Regions from separate parts of the Mus musculus genome. Here region 2 is linked to region 1. A link is a contact called in public HiChIP or PLAC-seq data. All regions are on one chromosome and are shown on one strand. The core of a region is the stretch at or near the end of the contact, and the rest is flanking DNA. Distances in the headings are between cores, read along the strand shown. Region 1 overlaps Mrpl1 (mitochondrial ribosomal protein L1). Region 2 holds the start of Anxa3 (annexin A3).

What was found. HiChIP or PLAC-seq counts read pairs in DNA pulled down with a chosen protein or histone mark.
Region 2: an H3K4me3 HiChIP or PLAC-seq map of bone marrow-derived macrophages shows a contact between it and region 1, with 4 times the contacts expected there. The contact joins the promoter of Anxa3 here to the enhancer-like site in region 1. A contact is called at or near these places in 16 of 39 promoter capture datasets (the 3T3-L1 cell line, 3T3-L1-derived adipocytes, the C10 cell line and 12 more), 1 of 484 Hi-C or Micro-C datasets (nephron progenitors), 10 of 115 datasets of contacts at active chromatin or transcription factors (the NIH/3T3 cell line, acute myeloid leukemia, bone marrow-derived macrophages and 6 more) and 3 of 9 other capture datasets (adipose tissue, embryonic stem cells and liver).

Annotation. Positions count from the first base shown.
Region 1 is chr5:96,242,475-96,246,754 of GRCm38.p6, forward strand. All of the region lies in intron 7 of Mrpl1 (mitochondrial ribosomal protein L1), which reads left to right. Among named protein-coding and RNA genes, the nearest start is that of Mrpl1, 34 kb to the left of the region's middle. Within about 2 kb of position 2,482, at least 13 of the 459 cell types and tissues checked have an H3K27ac peak or open chromatin away from gene starts, as enhancers often do. A contact at or near this core is called in acute myeloid leukemia and bone marrow-derived macrophages, where this site is marked.
Region 2 is chr5:96,790,904-96,795,286 of GRCm38.p6, forward strand. Anxa3 (annexin A3) reads left to right here and starts at 2,482. Exons shown (of 13, transcript NM_013470.2): 1 at 2,482-2,660.

The DNA.
Region 1 (4,280 bases), core at 1,232-3,731:
AGTCTCAGCCCATTAGGGATAGAAATCCCCTAGAGCGCAGTGTGCTGGTTAGTGGTAGGATGCGTGCTTATCCTCCAACAAGGTCCTGTGCTCAATCCTACAACCTCCCCACTAACATGTCACTGCCCTTAATTTTCTTGTTTTAAAAATGATTTTATTTTTATTCTTAATTACATGTATTATGTGTAGGGGTATGTGCACATGAGTGCAGGTGCCTACAGGACCTAGAGGCGTCAGATCCCCCTGGAGTTGGTGTTATAGAGAGTTGTAAGCTGCTCAGTGTGGGTGCTGAGAACCAAACTCAGGTCCTAATGCCTAGCCTAGTCTCCTTAATTTCATAAAGGATATCACAGAAAAACCAACAGCTGATATCATGCTTCATAATAAACATCTAACTCCTACTTTCTTCCTGAGATCTGCTTTTGTTCAACATTCACCACTGTTGAACATTGCTGATTATAGCAGTGCAGTAAGGTAAGGAGCAGAGTTAAAGTCATTTAGAATAGAAAGTGTGACTCATTATTTACCGATGATATGTATGGTCTAGCTAGTAAAACAAAGCAGTTATATATCACTGAAGATACTAACTCAAGGTATAAAAGTCAACTGTGTTTCTATATAACAGTAACATTCTAAATTTTAAAAATTTAATATAGAATTTGACTTATAATTTCAAAGGGGATACTTAGGAATAAGAGATGTGAGCAGTCCATATACTGAAAAGATCAAAACATAGTTGAGTGCAATTGACTCAACTATGAATGAAATATATGGTGAGGTGGACTTTGTGAAATTGTAGAATGAATTTGCAATACCAGTTCTCCTAAAGAGAAGGTTGCTTGACTGGTTACACTCTCAAAGTCCCATCAACTTTTTAAGAAGTTAACTAATTACAAAACTCATACAGACATACAAAAGACTGTTATCAGGGAGGTGGCTCAGTGGGGAGAGCAGAGTGCTTATTGCATAGTGCAGGACCTGAGTTTGAATCCCAGGCTCCACATAGATAGATAGATAGATAGATAGATAGATAGATAGATAGATAGATAGATAGATAGATAGATAGATAGATAGATAGGCAGGCATGGGGGCATGTATCTGTTCTCCCAGTGTTTTGGAAGCAGAGACAGGAAGATCCCCAGAGCCTTGTCAAATGGGTGAGCTCTAGTTTCAGTGAGAGCTCTTGTATCAAAATATAAGAGGGAGAATGATTGAGGAAGCCACCCAACATCAACTTCTGCCCTCCATATGCATGCACACAGCTTGTATGCACGTGTGCATACATATCACATGCTACTCATGTGCACACACAGAAATGCAAAGGACCTAAAATAGAACAACTTGGAATAAGAACAAAGTTGAAGATTTGCAGAACTTGTTGGTTATGATGGTGCTTGTCTTTAATCCTAGCACCCAGGGGACATAGAGGATCTTTGTGAATTTCAGACCAGCCAGGCTGCAGAATGATAATGTCTCAAATTATAAAGAAATAAAAATATTTTTATAAAGTTCTTTTGACATTACGATATTGATGTCAAGAAATAAAACAATGGAAAAAATAGAGAGCCAGAGAACATAGATGTGTGTGAAGAACTGACTTCTAGTCACTTAATAACACTGAGTGGGTAAACCACAGTGTCACCAAAACTGTTCAATATTTGTCTGCAACAAGTCAGCAGCAACCCTCATGTCAAAGCTCATATAACTCGCAATGTGTGTAAAAGTTATATGCAAACCCTTAAATGTGAATCCTAAAATTGATTACGTTAGAAGAAAGGTTTGGAAAGCTGGGTTATGGAATGAATCTTTTTAAGATGTGACAACAAAAGTGTTAGTTACTCAGAAAGAGTTGGTAGGTGGGTCTGTGTAGAGGCGAGTTCCAGATCCTGAAAAGACAGTGCAAAGACAATACACAGATTATGGAGTGAAAAACAAATGTGCAAATCACGTCTGGTAAATCCTAAGTACATAAAAAAGCTTTCTAAGCTTGATAAACTACCCAGTATTTTTGTATTGGCAGAATTTGAACACTAACAAGAGATAGGACAGATGACAAACAAAACAAGATGATCACCAGCATCTTTAGTCATTGGGTCAATGTAAACTAAAACATAGAGAATTATCACTGCATATCTACTGGATGGCTAAAACTATTCCCCCTACCTTTACCAAGGATTGGTGAGGACATAGAGGACTGGACCATGCACACACTATGAGAAAATTCAGTTTTTAAAATGATGCAACCTCCTTGACAAGCAATTTGGTAATTTGTAAAGAAGCTGAACTTCCTTTTTCTGCCCAGTTCTGCTATTCCAGTTTTAGCCGTGTATTCAGGAGAAATGAAAACATATGTTCAAGCAAATCAAAACATATGTTGATATTTATAATAATCTTTAGTTGGAAACATTTTAAATATCCATCACAGGATCCATATAAACAAAAGTAATAAATAAACTCCATATATGCTAATGTATGCTGAGTGAAAGAAGCCAGCAGGGGGGGGTATATATAGTACTATTCCATTTGTATAAAATTCTAGCAAATGTTAGCTAATTTATATTGATAGAAAGACAAATAGTGGTTACCTTGGACAAGACAAAGGCGGAGAGGGACAGGAAGTAGGAATTGCAAAGCAACATAATGAATATTAGAAGTGATTAATTATCCTGACTAGTGGTGGTTCCAGGAGTGTAAATGTATGTCAAAACTATATTGTATACTTAAGAGTATGTGCCAAGAGCTGGAGAGATGGCTCAGTGGTTAAGACCGCCTGCTGCCCTTCCTGAGGGTTTAAGTTTGATTCCCAGCATCCATGTAGGGTGGCTCTCAACTGTGTCCACCTCCCTGGATTGCCTCCTTCTGGCGTCCTTGGGCATCTGCACATATATCCACACACACACATCCACATTTATTAAAAAAAAAAAAGAAAAATCTTTTTAAAACCTTGTTGTATGTGTGTATGTTTGTGCCCGAGTGTACGTCTGGGTGGTTACTGTGTTCATGAAAGAACCTGCAGGGATCAGAAGAGGATGCCAGAGGCCCTGGAACTGGAGTTACAGGCAGTTATGACCCACTGTGTGGGGACCATATTCAGGTAGATCCTCTACAAGAACGGGAACTGCTCCAAGCTGCTCACCTATCTATCTCTTTAGTCCTGTGCTGGCTGGTTTTACGCTCCAAGAGCCAGGTTTAGAACTTTCATGTGGAGCGTAGTTTGAGTAGTTTAAACTCATTTTTCTTCTGTCTCAAAGTGGTAAATATAACCAGCTGAATTCTATGTCTTTATTTTCTTACAGGCTAGTGTTATAAACTCAACCATTATTCTTTGAACTATGTGAATGGTTTTGTAGCCAGCCAGTTTCTTTTTGAATCTTTCCTATCATTTGTACCTAAAACTTACATATTCATGTATTTACTTGTGTATATATGGAATCAACTCAAATCCTCATATCAGCAAAAATATCACTCAACTTATTTATTGAATATAATGAAGATAAAACAAGCTATTGTTGGAATATTTTGTTTTAATCACGTGCATTGCTATCCTGTGATCATCATCTATTTCTGTCTTGGCATGAAGTGTAATTGGTTAAAAATGAAGGTATTAGATTTCAGGGGAAGGTCTTAGAGCATGACCTTAGGGAGTGTGCTGTAGGGAAACAATAGGAAATTCTGACCCACACCATAGGCACATGTATGTATTTTTCTCCTTCTAGAAATATCAAGCTATAAAGCATAAATACCTCTTTAAAATTAATTTACATATGCTACTGTGCCAGACAACGCTGACCTGTAATTTTCTTGGCAAGGATGAAAATAACATTTGCCTCATTCTTAGTGGTGCTGGGATCAACCCATACCATAGACCTTTCAATGCCTGTTTGTTATATTCCATTATGTACTGTAAATAGTTCCTGTTGGTGGCCTTTTGTGTGTATCCAGTTTTTGTTATATGGATGACACTATGATGAAATTCTTGCAAACAAATGTTGCCAACATCTCCCAAATATACCTTTAGGTAAATTTCTTGAAGTATAAAAAATGTGCATAAAATGTTATAATCATTCCAGATAGTATTCATTTTGGAATGAGTACACTAATATAATTTACACAACAATGAATTTATAGTTCTTATTCTCACTGCTGTTGGATATTAACAAACTTAATCATTTTTGTCAGTTTGGTAGGTTATGCATGATTGATGTAGGTTTAAATTCATGTGTGCCTTTCTCTTAAAAATGCAAGGAATCATATATCTCAAAAGATAAAAGTAAAATCAC
Region 2 (4,383 bases), core at 1,232-3,731, 550 kb after region 1:
GAATAAAATTACAATATACAATGTACCACAGTCTACTGCCCATCCACCTACTGAAGGACATCTTGGTACTTTCACATTTCCGCAATTACGAATAAAGCTGGTACAAATACGTATGTGTAGTTGTTAGCGAGCACAGAGCTTCCGTGATACTTGGACAAACACCAGTAAGCACAATTCCTGGATTGAATAATAAGACTATATTTAGTTTTGTAAGAAGCAACTAAATTATCTTCCATATGGCTGGACCACTTTCTTCTTTTATCCTCACTAGCAATCTGTTCTGTGTGGTCAGGCTTGTTAGTAACACTATGACCCTGGGCATTTGATTTAAGTTTTCAAACCTGACCAGACCACCTACAGGGATCAGTGGGTAAAGGCACCTGCCACGGACCTTAACCATCTGAGTTCACATGCCATTGTGCTTGTGAACTCACACACACACACACACACACACACACACACACACTATACATACCATTCCATACCATTCCATACACACATACATACACACACAGCATCTGAGCTCACGTGTCACCTATACAGATACAAGTTTACACACACACACACACACCATCTGAGCTCACATACAATTGCATGCACATACACATGCACACACAAACACATACCTCCCATCTGAGTTCATATGCCATTAAACATGCCACACACAAAAGCATGCACACATACACAAATATGCACACATAGGCACATATACAGACATAAATAAATGTAAAAGGAATTAAGAACTAATAAATAGTATTTTATAGTACTGCTACATCAATATTTGGAACTAACATAAAATAACATATGAGAAAAACTATAACTATGCCCCAATACAGAAAACCTAAGATTCTTGATGAAGTTCTGCACCGAGGTAGAGTAACATCAGGGCTGGTCTGCTGACCACATCCACTTACTTGACCTGCTCACTCAGTTTGTCTACACTTGCTTCCTCTTCTGTACATCTTTATGTTTTGTGGTGGTGGTGGTGGTGATGATGACGGTGATGATGAGGGTAATGATGGTGATGCTGGAGGTTGTGGTGATGCTGGAGGTTGTGGTGGTGATGGTGGTGGTGGTGGTGGTGGTGGTGGTGGTGGTGATAGTGGTAGTGGGGTGTATATGCACATGCGTTTGTTGTGTGTGTCTGAGCATGCAGAAACCAGAGCAGTATGTCTTCCAGTGTTGCTGTCTGCCTTATTCCCTTGACAGAGTCTCACACAGAACCAGGAACTTACCATTGGTTAAGCTGGTTTGCCAGCCAGCTCCAAAACACAGATTAATACCAAATTTTACATGGGTCCTGAGGATTCAAACTTAGGACCTCGTTTTTTACAAACTTTTTACCCTCTGAGATATTCCCCTAGCCCCTCTGTTCCACAGGCTTTAATAAAAACTTCTGTGTCCTAGAAACAACCTGAAGAATGTAAAAGTAAACAGATGACATAGTCCACTAACTTCAATGTCTGATAATTAGTGGCTTTTCCACCTATCTTCTTTCACAGACACTACCCGATATTAAGTGGATGTCTTTAGGTTTCTATTGCTGGGGTAAAACATCGTGGCGAAAAGAAACTTGAGGAGGAAGGAACGAGTTTGTTTCAGTTTATGCGTCCGCAGCACACCCTGCCATTGAAAGAAGTCAGGGCAGGAACCTAGAGGGACCCTGGAACCGGAAGCAGGAGCTTGCGCAAAGGCCAAGGGAAGAATGCTGTCTATTTTGCTCTCTAGGACTTGATCAGTCCTTAAAGGCATACAAGGACCAGCAGCCCAGGGATAGCACCGCCCACAATGGTCTGGGTCCTCCCACCTCAAACGCTAATTAAGGAAACAGAGTCCTAAAGGCTTGCCTAAACCTCATTTTATGGGAGTCACTTTCTCAATTAAGGGTTCTAGTTTGTGGGGAGCTGACACAAAACTGGCCATTTTAGTGGGAATTTAATGTTTATCCTCCGTGACTTACCTGTGGTTCTGAGGGCTCAAAACACAAACACTGGTGCTTCTCTGAGCTCTAATCCTCCCTTTAGAGTCAAAAGGCCAAGCAGAGACACTCCTCAGACTCATAAACTCAAAATCTAGCTCTGCCGTTCTTTCTGTATGATTTGACCTCCCTTGCCTCTGTGACTCCTTGTAAAATGAGTACAATCGCATCTGTCTTGTAGTTTGGTTATCATGCGGGGTTTAGACCAGTGCCTGACTCGAAGGACCCTCTAGGTAAGTAAGCCATACTTAGTATAGGTACCTGTGAGGACTGTCAACTCTGAATCCATGCTGTCTAGAAAATGAGCCAAGCCCTAAAAGGAGGGGGTGGGAGTGGGGGTGGGCGGGGGATGGGCGGGGGGTGAGAAAAGTGAAAAGAAAGAAGACAGAGGAAAGGGTTTGGGTTTGGAGGAAGCTGGAGGAGGATGTGAGGGAGACAGGGGAAGGGGAGGGCTTGCGAGGGGGGCGTGGTGGGTAGGTCACGACTGGAGCAGAGAGGATCCTGGATCCAAGAGCCACTTGCAAGCCGGTCCTGGGCAGTCCGTGAGTAGAAACAGGAGGAGGGGCTGAGGAAGGGTGCGGTCTGGGTTGCCACCCAGGCTAGCCGGGAGCTACGGCCGGCCGAGGCTGATCTTTCACCTTCGCTGAGCTTCTGCCTGGGCTTCGCCTCCGCGGCCCCAAGGGTAAGTTTCCCATGCCCGCCCCTCTACAACCACGGAACATCAGGTTCCCGCGGAGTCCCAGGTCGTGAGCGCAGCTTGCTCCTGGGGCTGTTCCCTCCCCTCCCTTCCCCCAAGCCCTCTTCCCTTCTATGGAAATAGAAGAGACTTGACCTGGGGGGCACAAGGGCCGAGCTGAGTAAGTTATCAAACTTAGGGTCTTGCAGCCCAAGCTCACATCCAGGGGACTGCTCATTCCTAAATGTCTCGGAAACATTTAAAAGAAGAAGGGTTAGAGGAAGGTCTCCTGCCCCTGCTCAGAGTTCTGTGCTGAGAACTTTTTTCCTAAGGCTCCCATGAGAGATCTTTCTCCCCTCCAAGTGTCTTTTAGCTTTACTTTGTATAGGTAGGAGAAAGATGTATTGGACTTTGAGAGTTGGGGAACTTCGGTTTTCTCTTTTAAAAGACACCGTTTTCTTTGATTGCAACAGAATTCTATTCACTAGACATGAATCACCTCCCCTGCTTCTTGAGTCAGCAGGTGAGGTATCGAGGTAGAGGTATGTGGTTTGTGATTGCAAATAGCCATATATAGAAGTTCTGGGTCCTGTGCCAATAGAAAGTTGAGCAGCCGGGGCAAAATTCTTCCCCAGGAGGTGCGTTAAAGAGAAGAGGTTCCTGCCCCCGAGAGAACTTCAGTTTCTACTCCTCACCAACATCATAAAAAGCAGACTAAAAGGTTATTCTATGAAGAATCATTACTGGTTTTCCTGAAGGTGGAAGTTTCAAACTGCCTAGAAAGGTACTTTTAAACTCAAACGAAGATCAGACCACTGTCCGCAGATCTGTTGGTGTTGAGAAATCGGTAGAAATGCCAGCAGGAGGAAGTACAAGAAAATGTAGCTGCTGTAATCCCCTTCAGGAAGGATGTGTTTAAAGCTCTATTGTTAGATCACTTGGCTTGCACTATGGAGTAATTCTCTACTTTTTACAAGCTTAAAGGATGGCTTGATAATACTTCTTAGAAATTTCCACATTATATTGGATCAACAAATGTCAAGCATCAGTTTGGGTCCGGGGCCACAGGGCTTGGGGATTAACGGTTCATTCCTTTGCAATCTAGATGCCTGGGTTCAGTCGGGTCGACCCAATAGCTGTATGGTGGGGATTTCACTATTGCTTCCTGTGCCTCCAGCATCTTCCTGTGCTGTTAATGATGTCTCTCTCACTAACTAGGTTATTCTGAGGCTTATGTTTAAATCATTGAATACAGTTTTTTTTTTTTCATATACACCAGTGAATAAACATTGCACAAATCCCCAGCTTTGAGAGCTCACTTTCTAACACTTTGCCTGTCACCTGACACCTAGTAAAAACACAAGATGCTGGCTGACAGCATAATCTATCTTATTTCCTCCCAGCAATAGAAACAGCCATCTCCCTATTTTACACATGAGGAAATCCTGACTCAAATTAGGTCTCGAATTAAGAGATGTGTTAGCATTTTGTCTGTGTGACAGAACATCTGAGAGGAAGAATTTAAAAGGAAGAAAGATGTCTTTTTAGCTCATGGTTTTAGAGATTTTAGCCCAGGTCAGGTCAGCTGGCTCCGTTGCTAATCATTCAACGTGAGGCAGGACATGCTCATAACAGAGTCCCTGGCAGAGGAGAATACCCCACCTCATGGCCGCCAAGACGCAGAGACCAAGTGTGGGCAGTGCCAGGGAGAATACAGGGAGCTCTGAGG